Regions from separate parts of the Sus scrofa genome. Here region 2 is linked to region 1. Evidence: chromatin contacts called from public HiChIP or PLAC-seq data. All regions are on one chromosome and are shown on one strand. The core of a region is the stretch at or near the end of the contact, and the rest is flanking DNA. Distances in the headings are between cores, read along the strand shown.

Region 1 (6,604 bases), core at 2,929-5,428:
GAGAAGGAGGGTGGTCAAGGGTGTTGGCTCCATTCCCAGCTGGACTTTCCCTTGCCTTTGGTTCTGTCCTCTCTGTGATGAGGACAGGTTTCTCTGTGGTGTCCCAAGGGAAAATCTGAGCTTCCCAAAGTGTAATTTGTTTACAATGGATGATATATAAGATTTGGGATTCAGGGACTAAAAAAGATTTAAGTTATCCAGTAAGTTTCATGAGTATTAGAAAAAAATTTTTCCTAGATGTGTGAGTTTGTAGATAACGATTAGTTAGAACAAAGCTTCAGTTTGGCAAATTAATTTAGAGAATCATTAAGTTAAAATAGTGCTGGCATTGTGCTGACAGACTAATATAAAGCCTTTCTGAGCAAGAAAGTAATTGTCAAGTAAGGATAGATTGGAAAGAGAGGAAAGACATGGCAGGGACATGTGGGTGGAAGGTAAGGGATAAAGCTCGACAAGCTAAGGTCAAGGACAGTCGGCCATTCATAAGTGATGCATTTCATAGAACTTCCTGTGTTACAAATGGGAAACCTGAGATCTGCAGGGAAAAGATAATTACCAGCTATCTCACAGAAAGTCATTTATAAAACAACGACTGGAACTTGGGGTTTTGCTTTATAACCTAGTATTTCTTTTTATTAACTAAACCAGTCCCTTCTTAATACATATTTTGGTTACATATGAGCAATGTCACTACTCAATTCATCATGTTTTATGTTCTTTTTCATACTCTTATTTTTTTGTGTCATCTGGTGTTTCTAATTTAATTTGAAAAGTGGTTGTCTGCAGGATGTTCAATGTTTTCATAATTTCGTTTGAAAGTTGTCTATAGGTAGATTCAAGTGATGGAAAAAAATTGTTTAGGTAATTAAAGTAAAATAACTTGAAAGAAAAAAGGTGAGATTTGTCCAGTGATGCTGATTGGTGAGAGCAGGGGCCAAGCATCACTGGGGACCCGGTTTAAATCCTGGTCGCCTGATCCACTGAGGGAATGTAAGCTATGTACTTGAGATTCTTGGGATTGTGATTTCTATAACATGGAACAACAGAAGCTTTCTGGCAAGATGTATTTGAAAGTTACAAATAACAAAGATCACCAGGACAGCTCCTGACACCTGGTAGGTATTAAATACGTAGCAACTATTATTAGTATGTGATGGGATAAGAGAGAGGAGAAGGAATGGGGTGGAATAGTCTCAGGGCCAGAAACAGGAAGTATTTTGATGTGGTAGCAACAGAAAGAGGATAAGGAGGAAGAGAATAGGGGCTTTGGGTTTTAGGATCACTTTCAGAGGAGCTGGTAATATGCAAGTTCTGCTTACTTCAGCATCCTCATTCTAAAAAGCGAATCATTTTTCTATTCTTAGAGGTTTTCGAATTATGCTATGTCACCTAATATTTCTACAAAAATACTGAGAATTTAAATGGGGAATTTCCTAAGCCAAAACTTACCTCCTACTAGCTGGATTCCATGAAACTACAATGTTGACAGCTCCTAATGAACAGTTTTAGCATCTGGATTATATCAGCTTTCCTTGAATCATAAATCTTTTGTAATTCCTGCTTTTATAAAAGCAAATAAATAACATTGTTTCCATGTGGCTATATTTCTTTGCATAGCAGGACATAGAAATATGAAGATTTTTGTGGGGGGCGAGCAAACACATTTGTCCTTGACTGATGTTACCAGCAGACTCCTCCTATTTAATCTACATTATTCTTAAAGTAAATACAAATACTTGCTCCACATTCATACAACCCTTATGAGTTTACAAAGTACTTTTAAACATATTTGATACATATCTCATTTATTTACTAATATTCTATCTCCTAGATGATGCAGCGAAAGCTCAAATTTCAATGTCTTGTTCAGGGTCCTATGGCTAATGAGAAATTGATTCAGATTGTCTGATTCCAAATTCAAAAAAGTTTTCACTCTGTGCCTCTATTCCTTATTTCCATCATTCACTATAAGAGGAAACATGAAACGTGTTTGTCCCTGACCGCAGAGAATTTGGCAAGGAACACACACACACACACACACACACACACACACACACACACACACCCTGAGTGAAACATCACTACAGGCAAAACACAATGCTAAATGCTTTACAAGTGTTCCTTACAGGGCAGTTAAAATGTGCAGGGAAAGAGAAGGAGATTGAGATTGCTCTGCGTTGGGGTGATCAGGGACATAGCATAGAGGAAGTAAGAAGAAAGGTAAGAAGAATAATTTTTAAGAGTAGAAAACCAAGAAGCATTTGGGATGATTGTAGTAATCAAGTTGTCCTCCACCTCCAGGCTCTAACTCTCATTTGTAAACATTCCAGAAGGAATAGGACATTGCATTCTTGGCTGGAAGTTAAACAAGCAGATGAATCATCTGAAAATCCAGGGTTGGAGTAGGTTTTCAACTGATCAGTATGAGAGATACCCATGTTGATGGGCCCCTGGGGGATGGCGTACCTGCAGTAACCAAAACTGTGATGTCTGACACCTTTTACATGCTGCTACCCAGAAACTTGTAACCAGGCTTTAACAAACCAAACCATAATTTTTTTTTTTTTGTCCGTGTGGTAAGCACTGAGGACAGGGAGGCAGAAGAAAGAGCAGTGAGTTAGGAATCAGAAGAACTGGGCTTTGTCTTATGGTTGCAGCAACTCTTATGAGGACAACCTTGAGCAACTCACTTCAATCCCTCTGTGTTCCAGTTTCATCATCTGTAAAATGGGCCAAATGATACCTGCCCAGCCTACCTTTTTGCAAAAGATTAATGGGATGACATATGTGAAAGTGTCCTGAAAATGATAAATTGTACAAAGTATACAAATGTATACATTATACCAATGTACATGATATGCAAATGTTATATACTGACTTCCAAGGGATTTTTTTTTAAGTAAAATCCCCTCTAATTCTCTTTTGCAACTTAGCAAGCACTTAAACATTTTTTTTGCCTCATCACAATCTCCAAATACCTGATCTACATAGGGCTAGGTGTGAAATCGTTGTTCTTAAAGACCTAGTGAAAAAAATCATTTTCCCATAAACCTAGACTTCAGTGAAAATGTTGGTTGTCATTTTGGGCACTTGGGAACCCTTTCACTATATTAAGTGAGCTTTTGTAGAATGAGCAGATGTGCGAATTGATGTGGATGGTTAGAATAGGAGGTGGTGAATTAAAAAAAAAATGTAAAGACTAAAGAATATCCAGAAATTGGCACAACATTGTAAACCAACTATACTTTAATTTGAAAATGTAAAAAGGAATAAAATACTTAAAAAACAACTCTTTGTCAAAAATAAGTAAATAAATAAAAGAATACTCTTCCCTGAAAAGTTGTTGATACAGGCTAGTAATAACCAATTACAACATGACACTAAAGTCTCTACCACGTTATTCAAAATGGGCTCTATGGACCAGCCACAAGGGCATGTCACTTGGGAGCTTGTTAGAAATGCGGACTCTCCAGCCTGCCCCAGAACTACCAAATCAGAATCTGCATTTTAACAAGATCCTGGATGATTTGCATGCGTGTTAAAATTTGAGACTCAGTAGGTTATGTGGCACTTTTATATATATTACATCATTTGGTTCTTGAGATTACTGTGTTAAAAAAACAGTATTACTACCTTGTCCTTCCCACACCCCATATTCCAGTGTAACTCAGAAAAGTTAAGCCAGAGTGTCAGGGCCAGTGTGGCAGCTGAAGGATATAAAGCCAACTTTCTGATTCTAACATCTGTGCTTCTCCCACAGCAAGCCTTTCCTGTTGCATCTCTCTCTCTCTGATATTTTCTATGAGGACCTACCTAGAAACCAGATAAGACTTCCAGCAATCCTTTCTGACTGAAAGATCCTCTCATTTATCTAAGGTACCCCACTCACAAAACCCTGCCTCATGATACAGGAAACATCACACAAGGAGAGGAAGGACTGCTTCCTTTTGTGGCACAGTCAGATACTTTGGGTTGGTGCCAGGCTGAAGACGGGAAATTCCCATTTCATATTCTTCTGCATTTACTTGGATAATTGAGGTCCTAAATGATGTCAGACTTTCTGAGATCTTTCTGGGAGTTCATTCTTGGCTGATTCCATCATCAGAATACCACTATTACAGGGCGCCACCCCTGGAATTGCTCAAACCCAGTGGCTGACTATGCTTCTTGTGGGTGCCTCAAGGGGGCTCCTTGGAGTATAGAGTCTGCTTACATTGTAAGGTGAAGGTCTGATTCAGACACTCACTAGTAGTGCTTGAAATATGCTGTTGGATGTCTTCCAGCTTTCTCTTTCTTAACATTCTCAAACTTGTGACAGATTTCATAGGGATGGCAGTCAAGAGACAATGGTTTGGAAAGTGTCATCAGCAGTAACTTTTTACAGCTGAGACCTGGGGAATTAACTGCAATCCACAAAATGGAATGTACATATTTGGGCAAAAAATTAAAAAGTAAAGAAAACAATCCCAAAATGAAAAATCCAAGGACAAATAAAGACACTAAGATTGTGCTTTGTAGCTTCTTAATACCAGGTATGCCAACTGTAGTCCTGTCCAGCAATGAGGCTTTATTGTCTTCCTAAAGAGTGAGCTCAATGGACTTTCCAGAGTAGAGAGACTGCGCTACAATACATCACCCGCTTCTTGTCTCCCCTTAGGATGTAGCACTGAAGACACCAATAGATTCTAGAAAGTATTTTTTTTTAATCCTGATTTTATTTATTTATTTTGCCTTTTTTCTAAGGCCATTTCCCGCAGCATATGGAGGTTCCCAGGATGTAGCACTGAAGACACAAATAGATTCTAGAAAGTATTTTTTTTAATCCTGATTTTATTTATTTATTTATTTATTTATTTATTTATTTATTTATTTTGCCTTTTTTCTAGGGCTGCTTCCCGCAGCATATGGAGGTTCCCAGGCTAGGGTCTAATCGGAGTTGTAGCCACCAGCCTACACCACAGCCACAGCAACACCAGATCCGAGCCGCGTCTGCAAACTACACCACAGCTCACGGCAACGCCGGATCCTTAACCCACTGAGCAAGGCCAGGGATCGAACCTGCAACCTCATAGTTCCTAGTTGGATTTGTTAACCACTGCACCACGACAGGAAGTCTAGATTCTAGAAAGTTTTAAGCTAAGAATCAGTGATTCCCAGAATGAGAACTATGCCCAGATGGCTGTTTCTGTTTAGCTCAAGTCAAGGAGTTATTTATCCCCCTTTATTTCCCACTAAGTTTTTCTCTTCATCGTCAGAGCCCCAGCAAATCCACAAGATGTGCCTTTAATTCTTTCACTCTTACAGTTACTACGGATGTGCAAAAGTCTTTGCTAATGCTATTCTTTCAGCCTGAAATGTTTCTCATCAAATCAACTATTTCAAATCCCAGGCATCATTCAGTGCTCTCCTGTGATGACTCAAGTGGAACCAAACTTCCCAGCTCATGTCTCTACTAGAGCCCTTGGGTGTTCTGTCTGTTTTAGAGTTATTTGTGTAATTGTCGGTCTCTCCTACTAGGCACATCTCAGTCTGTTTTACTAGATTATGTTTCTCTTATTTGTATAATTTTATAATACCTTATTCTGAAACACATGAGTGTAACGATAAAGCACCATTTGAATGGGAACTTCTCTCTCAAGGTTAAGAAAGAAATGTCAGACCTTCCTCTTGCAGTTTGGAGTCAGCAAGTCTTGTTTATTACCCTCAAACCCTGTGGGCCTTTGAGGTCACCTGTGTACCCCAGGGGCTTTATCCAAACCTGTAGGACTTGTTCTCCAGCCTGAATGAAAAGAGCTCTTCACTTCAAAAAGAGGTTCCACCCTTTTTCATTTCACAAAGCCCCATATCCTGTTCTAACATAACATAGATATGTGCACTAGATTTTAAGGAGATTGTTAAACGTCTTTAAGAAATTAGTATCATGGTACAAGTGCCATAAGAAAAAAAAATCATGAACATTAAAGGAATAAATATTATTGTAAAGTCTATCATTGTCTCTAAATAAATATATGCAACTTCTTTTTTATTTTTCCATAGAGATAAAAGCATTTCAAACAATTTTGAGAAAAAGGTCCCAGTGATTTCTCCGTGATTGTGACTTACAAGGGTAAGTACCTTAAAAGCAAAACTCTTAATTGTGTAAAAAAAAATCTATAGATTCCAGTGAGGAAGAACTGGAGAAGTGATCTTTGAAGAGATCCACAGTATCCTGAGATTCAAAAGTTAGATGAAAAAAAAAAAAATGGAAGGAGGGATTTGAGATGATAAAATATTACAGGTGGGAAATGTTGATGGGGAATGTGGGGAATCTGGGAAATCGCTGTACCTTTCTCTCAACTTTGCTGTGAACCTAAAACTGCTCTAAAAACAAAATCTTCAAAGAAGTCTCCAAATGCTGCCAAATGTCCCCTAGAAGGCAAACATTTCCTGGCTGAGAAACTAACACCTTTGTTTTTATTAAAAATGTGACAAGAGCTCCTGTTGTGGCTCATCAGGTTAAGAACCTGACAAGTATCCATGAAGATGCAGATCCAATTCTTGGCCTCAGTGGAAGTTAAGGATCTGGCACTGCTGTGAGCTGAGATGTAGGTCATCAACATGGCTC
Region 2 (6,604 bases), core at 2,720-5,219, 340 kb after region 1:
ATGTATTAAATGAGTCTTTGACCTTTTTAGGTTACTGGGTCCCTGTGGTTTTGAAAGGTGTGGCATAGGCTGATGTTTTGGATGATAGACTTACAGTTAGCCAGGTGTGGATATAAATCCCATCTCTGTCACTTACTAGAAATATGGCCTGGACAAGTTACCAAGACCTCCATAAGAACCCCCGTGTGGCTATTGTGTTCAAAACGTAGAGCAGAGACTTTAAGTATGGAATTTCTCAATAACATCCAGGTTTCAGTGTTTATAACCCTACAGAGGATTTATCAAGGGCCAGTGATGGCTAGAGTACTAGGGAAATATTTCACAGAGAAGTTAAATCTTCAGGCCTTTTGCATTAAAGATCACACAACTGAATATAAGGGCATCATTCCTGTTAGTTGGCTGTTTCAGCTGGTTATCAACAGAAAGGCTAAAGATCATGGGAATTGGAATCCAGCCTCATCATCTCTCTCTTCTAGTGAGACGAGGAGAGCAAGCACAGCAGGACATGAGGTTTATATATTTCCTCTTATTATAAATTCAGAGTATGGTGGACTTAAAATCAAATCTGAATCCAGGGTGTCTAGACTTTCTATTTATCACCAAGAAGGAAAAGTGTCTGGAGTATGAAATGTTTCCAGTTAGGTATAGACAAAGGGAATTTGATGAAGGGTAAGAAGAACAAACTTATCAGCCAGAAATGCAACTCTGAAAAAAAAATTAAAAAAAATTTTTTTTTTTACGTAGGCAGTTAGAGTTCAGTGATTCTGAGGCAGTTCTAGAGCCATGCTCCTCAAATTTGATCATTACTCTACCCTTTTCTAGCCAAAGGATCTTGGGTATGTGATTTACACTTGTCTCAGTTTTCTTATCTGTGATATAGGGAATTCAAAAAGCCTATCTTACTGGTTGGTTCTGACAATTAAATTTGTTGATATTGTAAAATTCTCAGAATAGTTCCTAATCAATAGTCAGCATGCATATGCACGAATATTATTTAAGCCCTTGAGAGTAACAGATATTCTCCTTACCCTTGCATTTATGTTGACAGGATGGGACTTCTGTGGTGTGTGCTGGGTCTCTGCTTCTATGGGATCCTGCAAAGTCATGCCTCAGGTAAGTGAATGGCTTTTGACAATTTATTAAAGTGCAAGCCACGCATAGGGTTATGTCTCACCTCTTTCTGAAAATAAAACTTAAGAGAACACAATGTTGTTTATTTTCATTGACTTCTGTCGTAGCACAAAATCATAGAATTTTGATGGTGGGAGGAACCACTGACATCTCTAGTCTAAATGGGACAAAGTACGTGGCGGGGGATGGTGGTCTGGTGTGTTTAATTATAGGAATTTCCCAGCACCTTCTCATCCAAACCAACTAGAATTCTGTCTCTTCCCCTTACCTCAGAACATATAGGAAAAGAAATGATCGTGATGGTAGCACGGCTGTTTTCCAAGCTTGAGCCAATGGTGGAGAAAGCCTCATTGGTACCAGTCTGTTAATACTTTATGAAAATAAGTAGATGATGGGTTTTGTCATACTGCTTCTATATAAGAAAGAACCTGTCATTAAGCTTATTCTTTCTTTGGATGTTGCTTCATGGTGTAAGAGGAGTCAGCCAAAGCCTTTATTGAGTTTAAATAAGAAACTCAGTTATCATGAACCTGGATCATAGGACATCAGAGTTACAGGGGACTTGAAAGTCTGTTTTTGCAGGTCTACTCTCATCTCTAGAAGTACTATTCAGAACCATTCTATGGGACTTCTAACTAGTGATCATCTAATTTCAGCACATTATGTCTTTGGATTGATCAAAATCTTTAAAAATTTTTAGTGCATTTAACTGAAGTTTGTCATAGCCATATATTTCTATGGTTCGACCACCTTGTTTAAATAAAAAAATACCCTATTGTTGCATTAAAAAAATAGAACTGTTTTTTATTGAAGAGGGAAGGGAGGTTATTTCTGTTTTTGCCACCTTCAGAACATTCTTAATAGCACTGGTAATAGAACTCTAGAAAACACAGCTGGAAAATCGTTAAGAAGGTAAATTTGTTCTAGACTATTTAGTCATGTTGTACAATTTTTATAGCATGCAATATTTATATATTCTTTCTGTAGAATAGTCCAAGTTAAATTGTGAAATTTAATTATTTAATATCAAATTGAAACATATATACATGTTATATCATCCAGGCACTATCCATGTTACCATGGGAATTTGAAGAAGTCTTAATATTTGACTGACCTTGATCAATCTGTTTGAACAAAATTAACCCAATTGTTGGAGCAATATAACTTATGACTTATCCTTTGAATATATATGCTTTGCATTGAATGTGGTTAATTGTGATAGACTACATTTAGTGTTTGGGGGTGAAAAGTAGCTTCTACACCTAATGTGTGTTGTCCTGCAAATACAGTCCACATTGGTGATGTTTATTTTTAGTCTGAACTATCATAACTATGATTACTTGAAAAAATAAATAGAAAATACCTAATCTAGTTATTCTTTAATTTTAATGTGGGGAACTTGGATATCTTCATTTGCAAAAAAAAAAAGAAACTTCCCCTGTGTAATTTCCCTGACCACGGACGGACCAGAATTTGAATATAATTACTTTAATTCTTTTTCTATGTGAGAAGCCTTCAGAGATGTTAAAACAATAATCGTAAAACTATGACCATGTTCTCTAATATATGCCTTGCAACTCTTCTTCACACACATAGATTTGAATTGTCCTACCTGATTATTTTTTCCGGGTGTGTTTCAGATTTGCTATGCCACTGGAAGTATTTTATGGGAAACCAAAAATAGCACTAAAGGGTATAACTAGAACAGAGTGCAGCTCAAAGCTTAGACAAGGAAAGATAACTTCTTACCTTGTTGGCCCTCGGAGGCTTCACAGAGGAAAGAATATATTATAAGCAGGGCTAATATTCAGCTGGGATGCACAAGTGTATAGCTTGACTGTCTGTTTAGCCCAGCATCTCTCCTACTTAACTGAGTGTTTCATTTGACTGACCAGTGCCCTGATGTCTTGGTTTTTAAATACACCGAGGAATTCCCTTGTGGATCAGCAGGTTAAGGATCCAGCATTGTTACTGCTGTGGCTCTGGTTGTATCTGTGGCGCAGGTTCGCTTCCTGGCCCAGGAACTTCCACGTGCTGTAGGCACAGCCAAAAATTGAAAAATAAATACACTTAATATAACCCCTGATGGTAGTTAGTTCTTATTTGATTTAGTTGTATCCTTGAATACTATTTTCTTAGAGAGGTCTTCCTTAACCACCTGAACTAAAATAGCCCTGCCAGTCATTCTCTATTCTATTCTGCTTTAGTTTTCTTCATAATATTTATTATTGACATTATATTAACTCTTTATTTTCTCTCCTCCTCTTCTTCTCCTCTCCCTCCTTCTCCTTCTTCCTCTTGTCTTTCCTCCCAACCCCATCCTCCTCTCCTTTCTTTCTTTTTCTCTTTCTCTCTCTCCTTCTTTTCCTTCCTCCCTCCCTATTTCTCTACTTTTAAACTACCCAAAGACAGAGACTTGTCCATTTTGTTTGTTACACAAACACTTGGAGTAAAGATTGGCACATTGACACGTAGTAGGAACTCAAATCATGTATATATTCAATGGATGAAAAAAATGTCCCTTCACATCCTTTTTTGCCCAAATTGGCCAGTTTTATAATGGATCTTGTTTGGATTCATACCAGTCATTCATTAATGTGGTTTTTTATGTCCTCACCTTGAAGGAAAAGGGAGAGATGACCTTGTTACTCTTGGTAAAGATCAGTGAAGTCTCAGGAGTTAGTGGGTGCTATTGTCTCACTGGTCCTGGCAGAGTTGCTTTTCTGAATGACTTTTACTGTAATCTATCCAAGGAGCCCCCATCCCCACCCCCTCACAGGTCATTGGGAAGCGAGCTTTCCACCCAGGAACTGACTCATAATTCTGTCCGGGGAAGCTGACTTCTTGAATGAGATAAATTCTCATACCAGCCCCATTGAGTCACCATGGGAGCAGGAAACATGTTGTAATGTCCTCAGCCCATCTGGCCAATATTCATTTGCCTTCCTTATGAAAAGGTATATTGTGTCTGTGTTAGTGATGCACTTCCTAGTTGAGGGAGAGGAACAAAAAGGAAGCGTTGTTGACAAAAATAAAAGGCCCTGGGCTACTAGAAGAAAAAAGGAATCGATGCACATACTGAGAGATCAACCACCCTCTCTTACATCGTGCCTCTTACAATGACAGACAACAGTGGATGCGTTGGTCTTTCATGAGGCTCTTCCTATGCTCCAGGTACCCACATGAATGGACTCACAAGACTGATGCAAGGAACAAAGGAGAAATAGCTTGAACACCCTAAAGCTCTGTGCATGCATATTTAGTAAGAATTTTGTCTTGTGGTTCTGGGCACCTCCATGTAGAACCTTCTCTTAAGGAAAACCTCATATTTTTAGAAAGGAATCATAATGAATAAGAGATTTAGTTCCATGCAGTGCATTTCAAGTGCAGTGAACTGGTCTTCAAGGTACACAATTCTGACTAGAGAACATAGACTTTCTGTGGCCGTACTGTGATTTCCATCTTCACTCAAGAAGGTGGGAGCAACATTTCATCTTTGGTGGTGATAAAAGCAAGTAATCAAAAGCCAGCATTTACTTTCTTTTAAGGAATTAAAGCTTGGGATAATTATAATAGTGAAAATATAATTATATGTGGTAGCGATAGCAGTGATAATAAAGCTCCCTTTGCTGAAACAAAATTCCCTTCGAATTTTTGTATATTCTATGTCATTTAATTCTCACACCCTGAACATAGACCAGTCAGGCTTAACTCCCTTTTTTGGATAAGAAAATTAGAATCAAAGTGGTTAAGTGAGTTATCCAAAGTCACTAATACTTAAAGCAACTGTGATTTCAACTAGTTTCTCAGTTCTCAAGGTGCATATTATTTTTACTAAATACATTCCCTTTGGACTCTACTAGAATATAAATAATTTAGGGAAAAAAAGGTTAAGATCCCAGGTTTTTCTCATTGTTAAAGAAATAAGTAATAGATTTCTAGATAAGAATTATCTAAGTAATGTATTAATAATTAATGATAATTAACTAGTTAAGTAATAAATTTCTTAGAGTTTAAGTAATAGATTTCTACCTTTTCTAGATAAGAATTATCTAAGTAATTGATTAATAATAGTAATAAAGATAAATCTAAGTGATAGATTTCTGTGTTTTCTACATAATAATTATTACCTTTACTCCCCCTGCCTCCTCCTTTGAGATGCCCCACCACCACCACAGGAGGAAATTCACTGTAATGTAAACTCAAAACTCAGTAGTCTTATTTTTGCTTGTTATAGAATTAAACATTTCTAATACTAAACTCAAAGAAGTTCTCCTTTGCAAGAATTCCAGAAGCAAAGTTTGTCTTGCCACACATTTCTCTTTTGGTGTATTTCACTGGCAGCATGTAAGAAAGAGAAACTGTTAAAGTTGCTTTTAGAATAGAAATAAATGTTTGGAACTTGTGATTCCAAGTTGGAGAGGTAGTTAGAATGTCACCACATATAATATGGTGAACTTTAAAAATATTGCCATATCAAAATTATTTGCTGCTCAGACCACATAAAATAATGATAGCAATGAATTTTCTTCCCCAAATGCATGCACACATACACATGCACACATCTTTGAATACAGCTTTTTATTTTCAAAGACAACAGTTGACTCTGTGCCAGGTGCGGGGCTAGATTTCACACACATTATCATTAACTTTACAGAAAAACACTGTGATGGGAGTAGAGTGTAGAGATTTTTACACTTGTTTTACAATTTAGGAAATGTAATGCCAGTTAGTGGCTTCAGTTAACAGTACTCACGATGGCTTGCCTGTAGGGCTGGGATTTGAAAGCTGTCTTTCTTCCCAAAGCAGTGCTCTTTCTTTTATACGCCATTGCCTTCCCTTAGGGCTTTCTTCTGGTGATGAAGGTAAGAAAGGAATTGTGGCAATATAAGAGCTTTAGTTCCCTCATTTCTTTATCATTATTTTTAAAGAAATTTGCAGAGGGTGAAAACAATCATGTGGCTTAATGAGAATAAATTAACACTGTGGAAAATAAATAAGTAAAAACATTGTTGGCTTGCCAGGAATCAAGAGACATTGGTTCAAGTTCTAGCTGTTTTCACTTTGTGAGCTGTTTAATGACATTCATCCTTTAATCACTCAGCTTCACTGTGTCATGTAAGTTCTTACATGCAAAACAACCAACCAACAATAGCAAAACAACCATCCAACAAACTAACCAACCAACCCACAACAGCAAAACTCCAACCAATTCTTCCTTCTTGCTTTTTTATTAAAGGGCTGGGTTTTATTACACCATGGACGTAACACAAAGTACAAGCTTCTCATTATTTAATTATTTCTATTGGAAGTACTTATCGTACAAGGATTTCACTTTATTCTAAAGATCATGAGTTTGACCATTTTATACTATAGAATCAGAGTAAATACGGGAAGGTTCTTATTGTAAGCATCTTATAGTAAATTCTGAGAGAAAGAAAATAAAAACCAAACAAAATTGCAAGAGACAGCA

What was found. HiChIP or PLAC-seq counts read pairs in DNA pulled down with a chosen protein or histone mark.
Region 2: an H3K27ac HiChIP or PLAC-seq map of alveolar macrophages shows a contact between it and region 1. The contact joins two enhancer-like sites. A contact is called at or near these places in 1 of 47 Hi-C or Micro-C datasets (embryonic fibroblasts) and 1 of 2 datasets of contacts at active chromatin or transcription factors (alveolar macrophages).

The regions. Positions count from the first base shown.
Region 1 is chr13:127,646,038-127,652,641 of Sscrofa11.1, forward strand. No RefSeq gene overlaps it. Among named protein-coding and RNA genes, the nearest start is that of P3H2, 77 kb to the left of the region's middle. Within about 2 kb of position 4,179, at least 10 of the 83 cell types and tissues checked have an H3K27ac peak or open chromatin away from gene starts, as enhancers often do. A contact at or near this core is called in alveolar macrophages, where this site is marked.
Region 2 is chr13:127,981,307-127,987,910 of Sscrofa11.1, forward strand. IL1RAP (interleukin-1 receptor accessory protein) reads left to right here. Exons shown (of 11, transcript XM_005670066.3): 2 at 1,049-1,113. The coding sequence starts at 1,050. Among named protein-coding and RNA genes, the nearest start is that of IL1RAP, 51 kb to the left of the region's middle. Within about 2 kb of position 3,970, at least 9 of the 83 cell types and tissues checked have an H3K27ac peak or open chromatin away from gene starts, as enhancers often do. A contact at or near this core is called in alveolar macrophages, where this site is marked.